Linked DNA regions of Rattus norvegicus: region 2 is linked to region 1. A link is a contact called in public Hi-C data. All regions are on one chromosome and are shown on one strand. The core of a region is the stretch at or near the end of the contact, and the rest is flanking DNA. Distances in the headings are between cores, read along the strand shown. Region 1 holds the start of Shb (SH2 domain containing adaptor protein B). Region 2 has its middle 80 kb from the start of Shb.

Region 1 (6,168 bases), core at 1,162-3,661:
GAGAGTGTGTCCATCTCCCTGATGTATCGATGATTTTCTCACAAGATTCTGACTCCCCCGAAACACTGGACATGATGCTTCCTTACCATCTTCCTGGAGATTCTCTGTTTCTCTTCAGAACTACCATTTCTGACTCCATCTCTGAAGGTGTGTCTCTATACGTTCCCAGAGGAAAACACCCATAGACTTCTTGCTTGTATCAAGTAAATACCACTTTAGGCTGGCCACTCCATCTGTAAGCCAGGAATAAGATCAGATTGCGGGGGTACTGACTCGGGTTAATTATAGACAGTGTTTTAGGGGCCAGGCAGTTACCCAGGGACTCTGGAAGTTCTTGGCATAATACTATAGCATTACAATAATTCTGGCTTGCAAATTATAGCCCAGAAGAAGCATTACAGGAGAGACAACTCTTGACGCCGTGGCCAGCTGAAAGCGGAATGTGAAAAGTAAGTTGTGAAACACAACTTCTCTTCATAAACCTTCAGAAAAGCGAGATAATGTTTCCATGTGCAGCACACATGTGGGGAACGGGGAACAGGCCTCCAGATCCTAGGGACAGCGTTCTTGGCCCAGGTGGCCTGGCTTACTGCCAGGATCTGGCCTCCTTTCCTTCCTGAGCCTAGAATCTGAAGGGAGGGAGCCGGTTGGAGGTGGGGCTTGAAACAAGGATGTCCTGGCCTTTCAGGTTTTTTCTTTTTCTTAATTGGGGCCTCCCTCCCTGCAGGATGATTAAGTGCTTGTACAGCAGAGTGAGGATTTAAAGGGTAATTTGAGACATTTAAGTCTAGGGATACCCAAAATAAACATCTTAGCATCGACTTCTGGGGCCTCTCCCTGTGTTCCAGACACCAAAGGTTCAGCTTTGTCATGTGTGCAGAGTTTAAGACTGTTTCCTAGGGATGCTAAATGAATAGGTCTCGGGTAGAAGTAAGTGGTGATGTTGTTATCTGAGATTGTTGGGGTGTGGGCTAACAGTGGGGTTTGGAACATTCAAGGGGCCTTAGGGAACACAAGAGGCAAGGAGTCTGACTGTGCGTGGCTGAGTAGGTAGAGCAGAGCCTTCAGAGTCCTGGGTCTGTTTTTCTCCAGTGTAGTCTTGCTGGGGCCTGAGCCTGGTAGGCCCCAGGGGGAGCTTGGAAGAAGTACATTGTGGCTCACCAGGTCCCGAAGTCTCAGGATGAGAGCCTGACCTCCAGCTCTAGCAGATTCCTGGACTTACTGTCTATTTCAATAGGTTACTGCTCCTATAGGACACAGGAAAACCAGTGTGCCAAACTCATATATAATGTACAGGTGACAGGTGAAATTACGGTCACAGTGCTCTTTTTTACGCAAATCAGCATTCTAAAGGAATGGTTCAGCTCCCAGGTACTCAAAAGGAGGTACTCAAAGCGGGCGGTGGCGGGTTGTTAGGGGGGAGGGTTGCCCAATAGAAGTTCCAAACAGAACTTAGGTCTAAAAGGCAAGTACCTCATTTTCAGGCAATATTTTGGTCTTGACAAGGCTCACACTACCCCCCTGAGAGCAGATTCATAGGAAAGCCACTCCTCTTTGGCCTGGGTTTCTTCTCGTTTGGAATAGTAACTACATTGTCTTAGGTACATCATTATAGTGCCACCAGATCACAGGGGGGTATCCAAGTCTATTCATGTAATTTACCTCGGGGCCTCAGTTTCTCCATCTGTAAAACTGTCTCTGGATTAAATAGAGCCTCGCCAGCTCCGGTAACCTTAAGCGTTAAATGTTTACATAGCTGGTTCCACTAAGTTGGCAGTGAACAGGGTTAAAGCCCCACTTCCTACAAGGTGAAAAGGTAAGCAAACATTCCGACCTCCCCTTAGCCTTGCTCCCGGATTGGTGCCCCGCCTGGTCCCAGCCACCTATCGCGTCCGCATCCGTCATCTGGATTGCTAATACACTCATTAGCATAAAGAATTATTCGAAGACGCGGCACCGGATAAGCTGAACCGGAGTCTCTGTCCCTTTAAAGAGAAGAGAGACAGGCACTCTCTCAATAAGGGTATCTCCCCTGCACAGTCCTCTCGGTCAACTAGAGGTCGTGCGTTAGTCCTGCCCGCCTATCACCTCGAAGGTGGGCATCCATTCCTAGAGTGCACGGCGCGCGGGCCCCCAAGGACTGACTGTGCTGACTGTTCGGGCCTCCAGGAGCCGCAGTCTCAGCTGGAGGGAGGCCGGGCCTGCCAAGCAGCAGGACGAGGACGCCCTCGGGCACGACCCAGGGGCTGGCGCCCAGGCGGCCGCAGGAGGTGGCTCGTGCAGCAGGGGGGAGGTTCCTGACCGCACGCGGGAGGCGGGGTCTAGGAGGAGGCGGGGCATTGGTGGAGGGGTGGGGCCTGCGGGAAGGGGCAGGACCGCGGCGCAGGGCGGGTTCTGGCGGCGGAGTGTCACACACGCGGCGGCTCGGGAGGCGGCGGCAGAGGCAGCGGCAGCGCCAGGCGCCGCCGGGACGGGCAAGGGCTCGCGGGCTCCGCCAGGCGCCGGCCGCCTCTCTCATTCGCTCTCTTGCTTTCTGACCCGCGGTGGGGCCGGGCTCGCCCCAGTGCACTCGAGAAGCCCGCAGCTGGCGGAGGCTCGCACGGGGCAGGGGCGCGCTCCGCGAGGGTGGGGGCGCTGGGTGCGGGTGTGCACGGCGGGGGGCGCCCGGCCTTCCGCTCTAGGCGGCCCCCGGGCCCTATGAGACTCGTCTGTGAGGGGCGCGAGATCCGAAGCTCGGCCGGCGCGCAGCAGGGGCGGAGGGCTGTGCAACAGCGGCCAGAGCCGGGCGGCGGCCGGCAGGAGGCGGCGGCTGCGAGAACTTGAACTTGGCGACCGGTGCCCCGCACGCCCCCCACCGGGGCAGAGGCGCTGCGGGACTGGGCGGCAGTGTTGTCCCCCGAATGGCCGCGGCGGCGGACGGGGCTCGCGCGCCGCGGCCCTAGGCGGCCCTTCGCCATGGCCAAGTGGCTGAACAAGTACTTCAGCTTAGGCAACAGCAAGACCAAGAGTCCACCGCAGCCGCCGAGGCCGGACTACCGCGAGCAGCGGCGCCGGGGTGAGCGGCGCGAGCAGCCCCCGCAGGCCGTGCCGCAGGCCTGCTCTGCGTCCTCGGCGTCCTGTGGGTCGGCCGCCGCCTGCTTCTCCGCCTCGTCGGGCTCTTTGCCCGACGACAGCGGCAGCACGAGTGACCTCATCCGCGCCTACCGCGCGCAGAAGGAGCGCGACTTCGAGGACCCGTACAACGGGCCGGGCTCGTCGCTGCGCAAACTGCGCGCCATGTGCCGCCTGGACTACTGCGGCGGCGGCGGGGACCCCGGCGGGGGCCAGCGCGCCTTCACGGCGGCGGCAGGCGCTGCGGGCTGCTGCTGTGCGGCGGCGGGAGCGGGCGCCGCCGCGTCCTCATCCTCATCATCCGGCTCCCCGCACCTCTACCGGAGCAGCAGCGAGCGGCGGCCGGCCACGCCGGCGGAGGTGCGCTACATCTCCCCTAAGCACCGACTCATCAAAGTGGAGAGCGCGGGCGCTGCGGGGGACCCTCCGGGAGGCGTGTGCTCTGGCGGCCGCACCTGGAGCCCGACGACCTGCGGAGGCAAAAAATTGCTCAACAAGTGCGCCGCCGAGGAGACCGGAGCTGGTCAGAAAGACAAGGTAAGATCCAAAGCTACTGGTGCGCATGGGAAACTGAGGCACCGCCACGTTTCCCATCCCTTCCACCAACTTTGCTCTGGCATCCTGGGGTCTAGGCTACAGCGCTCATTCTGCCAGATGGTTAATTAGACTCCGTCTCTTTGGTTTCTGCTCCCCAAACGCACCCTTACGGATCCCAGAGCCAGAGCGAGAGCACCCCGCCTAATTTTACCCAGAAGACATACCCAGCCAGCCCTTCCAGCTCCCCTAGTAAAGTCAGCAGCGGCTGGCCTAAAAGAGCATTTACTTTTGTTTACCCCGGGTTCCAGTAATGGTCCCCCCTCCCACATGCAGATGGGAATTGAAGTCCAGAGTCGGAAAGGTAATCTCTGGGTTATAGTTTTCCTTACTGGAAGTCCCTGACCGTGTGTATGTAAATGCTTCTAAACGTCCCACTCTGCGTGCCAGGTTTCCGAAGCCAAGCGGCCTTTTGTATTGGGAACCCCCACGCAGGCTTTTCCGGTGTAAAGGTTCATCTTCCCAGAGAACTTAGCCATCTGACTATTTACCCTCTCTCCCAGCTCCGCAGGCGGTCTGCTTAAGAGACTTCTTTCCTGATTCCATCCCTGTAGTACTGTTTCAGGAGAGAAGGAGCCTTGTGACAGTCCCCTGCTCAATCTACCAGACCATCTTGTTCCCTGCTTCATAACAAGGGAGTTAATTACAGCCAGGCCCCTCTACTCTTCCTTCCCTTCACACTCTGGAGTTAGCATCCCTTCCCCCATAAAAATACTTGTTCTGCCTATTTCTTTTGGAGGCAGTGTTTTGATTAAATCTGAGGCCCAGTGTGTGTGTGTGAGAGAGAGAGCTTTAGAGCAGGGTTGCCTGGCTGTCAGGCCCCTTTGCTCTGCCTGTGTTCTCCCCCCACACCCTCCTTGGGAGCTCAAACTTTTGCCTGGACTGATAGAGATTGGATATCCTAGCAGGGAGACATTTTCTGCCTGTCACAGCGGGTGCTTGGCAAGGGCTCTTTTTATTTTATGGGAGAGGTGGGGGAGAGAGAGGTGAGGAGGATGCCTTCCAGAGAAAGTCTTCTGACTGGTCTTCTCCCTGGGGTCATTCTGCGTCGCCCACCCAGGATGGATGGTGTGCGCAGCCTGAAGGAGCTTAGTGTGTCCCCTGTAACGGTGTAGGCACACACCTTGGAATCTCGTACTCTGCGAGCTTCCCAAGTACCCAAGATGGCATACTGATAACAGTGAGCTAGAAGCCCTGGTGACTCACACAGTCACCATAGGGGCCATAGGAGAGAGAGGTCCCTGATGAGTGCTGCGCTATTGGGCTCCCGTTTGATGGTTTCCGGAAGGCAAGCCTCCTGCAGCTTTGTATGTGGCTCAGGCTGAGTTTGGTGTGCTCACTGGGAGAGCCTGCAGCTTTTACCTGTAAGAGTGAGGAAAGAGCTTTCCAGAGAGGTTTACAGCCCACCTCACTTGACTCAGCATCCTGTTGTTGCCCAAGACCACTGCCCCTCAGGCAGACTTTCTTTGTTTACTGCTTGTGGTTCAGCCTGCTCTCTCTGAAGTCTTTGTGCTGCTTTCAAGATTGTTGTAAACATTTTTTTTCCCAGTTAGTTAAGACTTACAGGTGCTTAGTTAACATATTTTGTAGCTGGGATGTCAAGTGTGCCCAAGAGTTGGCTTCATTGACACCATATTTCCCATGGGTCTTTGCTCTCCTCCAGCAGGTGCTGGAAGGGGAATCCTGTGCAGGACATGTCTGTTGGGTGCTGTGACAGAGGCCATCCTGTGATGAGGCCTGGTGTTAAATGGGGTCTCCATTGTTGAGCTTGAGCCAGTAGTGTTCAGACTGGAGAAAGGTGCTTGAGAGACCTGCAGGTATAAAGCTTTGGGGGTTGGAACTGAGATGTTAGAGTTGGACTGGACCCTAGAAGGGTTGCAGGGCCTGGGCCAAGGATGTGTAAACTGAGTTGACTGGTGGAAGGGGATACAGTTTTAAAGAAACACTGTCTGGGCTGGTTTCCCTTTCTCATGTTGAAGCTTTGATCTTTTAAAAGTGGTCTCTCCCGGGAGACAAGGGAGGAAGTTACCAGATGTTCCTTCTGTCATGAGGAAGGGAGGCAGCAAGGGAGAGGGACACGAAGTGTCCTGGAAGGCTGGTGGAGACAGTACTTTATTTTCTGAGATAAGACTGAAAACAAAGCTGACCTTAAAGTCTCTAGGTAGCCAAGGATGGGCTTGAGTTTGTGCCCCCCCCCCCCCCTTCTCACTGTCTATTTGGTTTTTAGAGACAGGATTCCTCTGTGTAGCCCTGGCTAGCCTGGAACTCACTTTATAGGCCAGGCTGGCCTCTGCTTCCTGAGAGCTGGGACTAAAGGCACGTGTTGCCACCTCTCAACTGTGGGGACTACAAGTATGGACCACGTCTAGTTTTATGCATTTCTGGAGATTGAACCCAGTGCTTTCTTTGTACATGCTAAGCAAGCAATTCTACAAAGGGAGCTCCATCCTCAGCCCTCCTCTG
Region 2 (6,168 bases), core at 1,308-3,807, 80 kb before region 1:
CTGCCAACACTTTGATCATCTTGGACCTCCTGGTCCATGAAACGGAAAAAATCTCTGCTGAGCCAGGCATGAGGTGCACAGCTTAATCCTATCACTCAGGAGGCAGAAGCAGGAGGATCTCTGCGAGTTGGAGGCCAGACTGGTCTCCACAGTAAGTTTCAGGACAGCCAGGGGCTACATTGAGAGAACCACCCTCCTTCAAAAAGTAATCTGCCAATGATCAGCATTTTTTTTTTGTTTTTTACATTGTTGCAAGTTTGTTGTTGTTGATGTTATAATGTCCCAAATACTGTATTTCTGTACTAGAAATCTAGGCTGACTGATCAGACTGCCCTAGAAGTTGAGGACTGTGGGTGGTTTATTCCTGCCCCTGTGGGGCAAGCCAGTGGGTCAGCTTTACTCTTAGTAACCATTAGTGGCTATTAGTAACCACGAGTACTGGATTAAACAAAGCTTTATATAGGGTGGGAGGGAAGGAAGTCGGCAGCAAAGGCCCACTTACTGATCACTGCCTCTGCTTTGCACCTGACTCTGCAGACGCAGAGATAAACTGTAAATAGTCCCCTGAGCCCCCAAAGCCCAGGATGTCTGAGCTGACAGATCTCAAAGCTGATTACAAAAGCCTGGGGTGCCACTGTCTGCCATAGCCCAGACAAACCCTGACTCACACAGGAAAATGCTATCGAGGTCACACACAACAGACAGTATCCCTGACAGCCCCCCTCCCAGAACTGAAGTCCACCACGATAGACAGATGGGCAGATGGAAATGCTGGGCAGCCAGCCCCCACCACAGCCTCTTCACCTCCACTTCAGTCAGAAGCCAGCTGAGGTGTGCAGGCTGCACCCTAGAAGAGGCAGGTGGTTCAGACATGGTCCCTGGGCACAAAGATTTCACGAGCAGGTAGGCAAGGTAAACCACAGGGGCAGTCATAGCCCACAGACACTCTGAACTTCCGAATGCAGGAGAAGGGAGACAGACTGACAGATAACAGCTTCCAAGCACATGGGGGACCAAACCTCGATGTCGCAGGTACAGAAACTGAGCATCGAGGGAAAGGGGTCATGTCTATAGCACCAATCGGTGGGTAGCAAAGCCAGGACTGGGGACCAGAACTCCCTTTCACCCTCTTCATACTCATCCCTTTTCAGTTTGAAGGGCAGAACCCATGATAACTTCATGAGCACCTACTCTCTCTGGCACTTGCTCGGATTTGGATGGCAGCAGATGAAGTGATTTGATGACCTCATTCACAAGGCTCCCAGTGACAGTCACCTCCGTTCTGGATCAGCCATGACTGTGATAGTCAGCTCAGTCTAGGACCTGGAGTTACAGAGAGGCACATGGCATGGGTCCCCCAGAGGGTCAGAATCATGGCTTGCCTCTCCATTATGGGGTCTCCCTCCGGGGGCTTGTGGATACCTTGCTGGGTCCCAGATTCGGGGACACACAGGAAGCCACATGTCAATAGTAGACAATACTTCAACTTCCCGTACCAGGTAGGGATCTTGGTCTTTCCAGCACATGGAGGCTTTAGGTGAATACAGGAGTATTTGTGGACCACAGCCTAGCACCCAAGCTCAGTCTTCTCCTCTGTAAAATGGCAGTTTGGGTTGTAAGGACCAAGCGGAAGATCAGGACCAGGTTCTGAGTGTGCTGTTCACACACCCTAGGAGCTCGGCACCGGCGTCAGCTGACGGCTGTCTACAGTGACCACAGTGGAGGGACTTTCTAGAGTAGACCGAGGCCACAGGTCCCAGACAGGATGCAAAGGGCCTGAGAGCCACAAGGGCTAGGGTTGGGGGATGCTCACTGGTCAAGGTTGAATCAGACAGGCCCGTGAGTAGAACAGACAGAGCCTGGGGCAACTCAGGCAGCATGGGAGCAGACAGCGGAGAATATAAATGACGGATGTCATAAAAAACAAAGCAGCCGGTGGATGGTGTCAGCTTTAGTGAGGTAAGTCAGCAAGGCCCTGCGGCACTGCAACCCATGTATTTAAACATATTGCTCAGGCTGTCCCCAGCATCCAGTGCGAAGCGTAAGACCATCATTTTGTTTGGATGATTGCTCAGGCGGAGGTCTGACCCTGGCTCTGCTCACTTGGTTTTATTTGTTTCTGCTAGATTTTTTTTTTTTTTTTTTGTCATCGTCGTTTATTTGCTCTGACACAGGGTCTTGCCATGTAGCCCAGGCTAACCTCAAATGTGTGGTCTATCTATCTGCTTTCCTCTCTTTTCTTGTGGATTAACCTCAGGGCCTCACAGGCCTGAGGCTAGTGCGCCCCACTGAGCCTCCCCTCCAGCCCTTCAGTCATTTTACATAATGAGCTTCTACATGGATTCTCTTTTTAATCACAAAACTTCTTAACTAAAATCCAAACCCAATGAGCTGGGAAAACTGAGGTCAATAAAGGCAGAGGCACTTGGTCAAGGCGCAGAGTTAGGCAGCCATCCCAGATCCAGGCGTCCCCTCCTCTGCCCTGTTAGGTCATCGTCCAGGATACCGAGGCTGTGGCCAAGAGCTGGGGCGGAGCTGGGCAGGGCCTGGGGCCTAGTGCCAAAGGGTAGGACAGCCAGGCTTCGCTCAGCGCTCCCACTGCTGGGAACAGAGCGCAGCCTGTCAGGCGGTGCCTCAGATTTACACACCAAGACATTCATCATTGTGCGATTTGTAATATTGAAAAGTTGGAAATGACCCAGCAACAGACTCATAAATTATGCCACAGGCTTTCTGTGGACTGCGGAGCCATCCAAGTTCATGTCTCTGGAGACTATTCAACACACACACATGCACACTCACACACACGCACACACACTCACACACGCACACATGCACACTCACACACGCACACTCACACACACACGCACACACTCATATGCACACACTCACACACACACTCACACACACACTCACACGCACACACACATACACACACACATGCACACACACACACATGCACACACGCGCATACACATGCTATGGGAAAAGCTGACCCCGATTTTAAAATAGTTACTATGGGGAGGCTTGGGGCAGTGCAATAGGCAGTCACTGTTGTCCTGCATGAGGGTCTGCCTCCTCCTGGGTTTGTTATTTTTCTGTTATCGTTATTGCTGTTTATAATAAGCAAACATGATTTACAATAAACATAAATCCATGAGTGTAACAGAATTTAAGATTCCCTGCTCAGGCCAAAGGTCCCAGCCACACCAAGCCCTTTGTTTTTTAGATCCTCACACAGTGTCTTCTTTCTCGCCCTTGTGTTTCCTGACCCCCGGGAATGTCACAGCTTAACACAAATGCAGCTTTTAATCCCTCTCACGACTCAGTCACCACGTTCTAATAGGCTTATTCTTAATTGCTGAGACGACAGTAAAGATTCTGAAGATATCCTAATACATCCTTGCATTTAGGAAAATGAAGTTCAAAACGGCGAGGGAGCCAGAGCCCCAGAAGATACTATTTGTGTTCTCACACTCTCTAGCTGCAAGCAATGTGTGGGATCTTCTTCCGGAAGAGACCTACCCTTCTCTTCCCTTCCCACCAGACTCATCAGTGGCACTAATAATCCCAGGCAACCCACTGTGCGTATGTGTGTGTGTGTGTGTGTGTGTGTGTGTGTGTGTGTGTGTGTGTGTTTTACCTGTATGTATGTATGTATGTATGTATGTATGTATGTATGTATTCATGCATGCATGTGCACCATATGTGTACTTGGTACTAACACAGGTCAGAAGAGGGCATCAGATCCCCTGAGACAGTTATGAGCTGCCAAGTGGATACTGGGAATTGAACCTGGGTCCTCTGAAAGAGCAGCCAATGCTCTTAACCACTAAGCTATGTTGGTATTCTGTCTAAGCTCCACCCCCACAGTTACCTGGCAACGGCCAAGTATGCTCTGCCCCACAGTTACCTGGCAACAGCCAAGTATGCCTGACTCACTATAAAAGGGGCTCCTTGCCCCCTCCTCATTTTCTTCTCTTCTCTTCTCTCTCTTCTCTTCTCTTCTCTCTCTTCTCTTCTCTTCTCTCTCTTCTCTTCTCTCTCTTCTCTTCTCTTTTCTCTTCTCTTCTCTCTCTTCTCTTCTCTTCTCTTCTCTTTTCTCTTCTCTTCTCTCTCTTCTCTTCTCTTTCCTCTTGTTCTCTTGCTCTTGCTCCTTGCTCTTGCCCTCTTGCCCTCTTCCCCTTTGTCCCCATTCCCCTCCCTTCTTCCCTCCACATGCGCATGGCCGGCCTTTACTCCTCTCCTCTTCTACTCTTCTTCTCTCATTAAACCTTTCCATGTGAAACAGTGTTGGCCCTTTGTGTTTTGTCTGGACACAAGCCGAGATTTCTACCCCAACGAGCCATCTCTTCAACCCCAAACACTGTGGGACTTTGAAAAGAGTCACTGGTCTCTCTAGGCTCCAGCTTTCCCTTCCATAAAGACATTCCCAACTCTTTATTCATAGCATCCCAGTTCCCTATGGTAGCTAGCTTCTTAATCTGTTCCCTGTTACCAACAACAGAAAACCGCAGGGTGGGTAAACTTAAGTTTTAAAGAAAGGGAGTTCATTTTGTTTTAGCCTGTGGCTCATGGCTCGAGGTATCTGCTGACAGCCCTCTAGCTGGTAACGTTCCAAGGTGGCCCAGGGTACCACATAGTGAGAAGAAAGATGCTCCTGAGAGACCCGGCCAACAGATTTGTACTGAAGATCTGTTTTGGAGATAATGAGGGCCTGCTAATCCATAAATCCATTAGTCACACACATGGGGGGATGTATTCATGCGGACAGGGCCCTAATCACCTTCCCAGTACTGCGTGCAGACTAAATTTCAAGTTGAGTTTCAGACAGGCAAAGGGCTGATGGTTTCTAATTGGACAGTCTGGGGACTCTGCGTCCCATGGACTGGCTGTTGTCTGCATCAACTCAGAGGTATTCAGAGAAGTAGCAGAAGAAGCATCCCTTTGAAGGAGGTGCCGAGACTGATTGGGCATCCTAAATGGGTAAATCATTCTTATCTAAATCTTTATGGGCTCCTGGTACCTCATTAGATGTCCAAGCCCCTCAGGCTCTGAATCACAGTGTCTTCCTCAGCAGCTCTTCTCAAAGTTCTGTCTCGCTGTAAGTTACAGCGTCAGGGCATCTGCGGGCCCTTCATCGTGTGTTGTGGGCCTATGTTTTTTACGGGCTACGAATCCTGAGAGTTTCTACTTCCTCCGTTCCATGGTTACTAGAGAAGTTTTAGCAAAACAGCTGCCCTGGAGTCTATACGACAGTTGCCCCCTCACAGGAAGGCACTCAGCTCTCCATGGAGAACCATTGCTTCTCAGCTATCCTCCTACCCGGAAGCCCAGACCCTCCTATTTGAGGCTGAGCACACCCATTGGAGAGGTCCTTATTCCTCCTAGGGATTCACAGGGTCAGAACCATGAATACAGTCTTTGCCTTGGGCTCAGTCCCCAGAGAAGTGGCTGTGGTGATTAGCCGGAGGGAACAGTTTGGGAGCCCTGAGAACAGAGGGTGGACAGGAGCCAGGCTCTTCTCAGCTTATATGGGATGCAAAATTCTCCATTTCCCTGCTGCCTCAGCAGTTCTGCCTCTGGTTTCTGTGCTCAGAGTAACTCCAGCATCTGTTTCTGGTCATTCCAGTCTAGTGCTTGACATCTTGGCTTGGACTTTTCCAGATATTGATCATAAAGACAAGACTTAGAAGTATTTAGTCAGGGCTGGAGAGATGGCTCAGTGGTTGAGAGCACTGACTGTTCTTCCTGAGGTCCTAAGTTCAATTCCCAGCAGCCATGTGGTGGCTCACAACCATCTGTAATGGGGTCTGTTGCCCTCTTCTGGTGTGTCTGAAGACAGCAACAGGGTACTCACATAATTAAATCTAAAAAACAAAAACAAAAACAACCACCACCAACAAAATACCTCTGAGGCCCACCTTCAAAGGGGATCATGGAAAGGTTCTCTCTCTCTCTCTCTCTCTCTCTCTCTCTCTCTCTCTCTCTCTCCTTTCTGGCTCCTGGCCATGGGCTGAATAATTTTGCTCTGCTGCATTTTGTCTCCAGATTCAATCTTCAGCACACTGTGCCACCACACCTCAGACCCCGAAGCAGAGAGCCAACCAGTCATGGGCTTCCTTAGCTGCCCTCTGATTCCTGCCTACTCTTATTCTTCCTTACTCT

Evidence for each region. A called contact is a pair of places that touch in the nucleus more often than the background predicts.
Region 2: a contact with region 1 is called in a Hi-C map of Schwann cells, with 5 times the contacts expected there. The contact joins the enhancer-like site here to the promoter of Shb in region 1. A contact is called at or near these places in 8 of 12 Hi-C or Micro-C datasets (the Rat2 cell line, Schwann cells, frontal cortex and 4 more).

Annotation. Positions count from the first base shown.
Region 1 is chr5:64,577,315-64,583,482 of GRCr8, reverse strand. It overlaps Shb (SH2 domain containing adaptor protein B), which reads left to right and starts at 2,411. Exons shown (of 6, transcript NM_001427398.1): 1 at 2,411-3,648. The coding sequence starts at 2,956.
Region 2 is chr5:64,657,735-64,663,902 of GRCr8, reverse strand. No RefSeq gene overlaps it. Among named protein-coding and RNA genes, the nearest start is that of Shb, 80 kb to the right of the region's middle. Within about 2 kb of position 2,557, at least 35 of the 93 cell types and tissues checked have an H3K27ac peak or open chromatin away from gene starts, as enhancers often do. A contact at or near this core is called in Schwann cells, kidney, liver and 1 more, where this site is marked.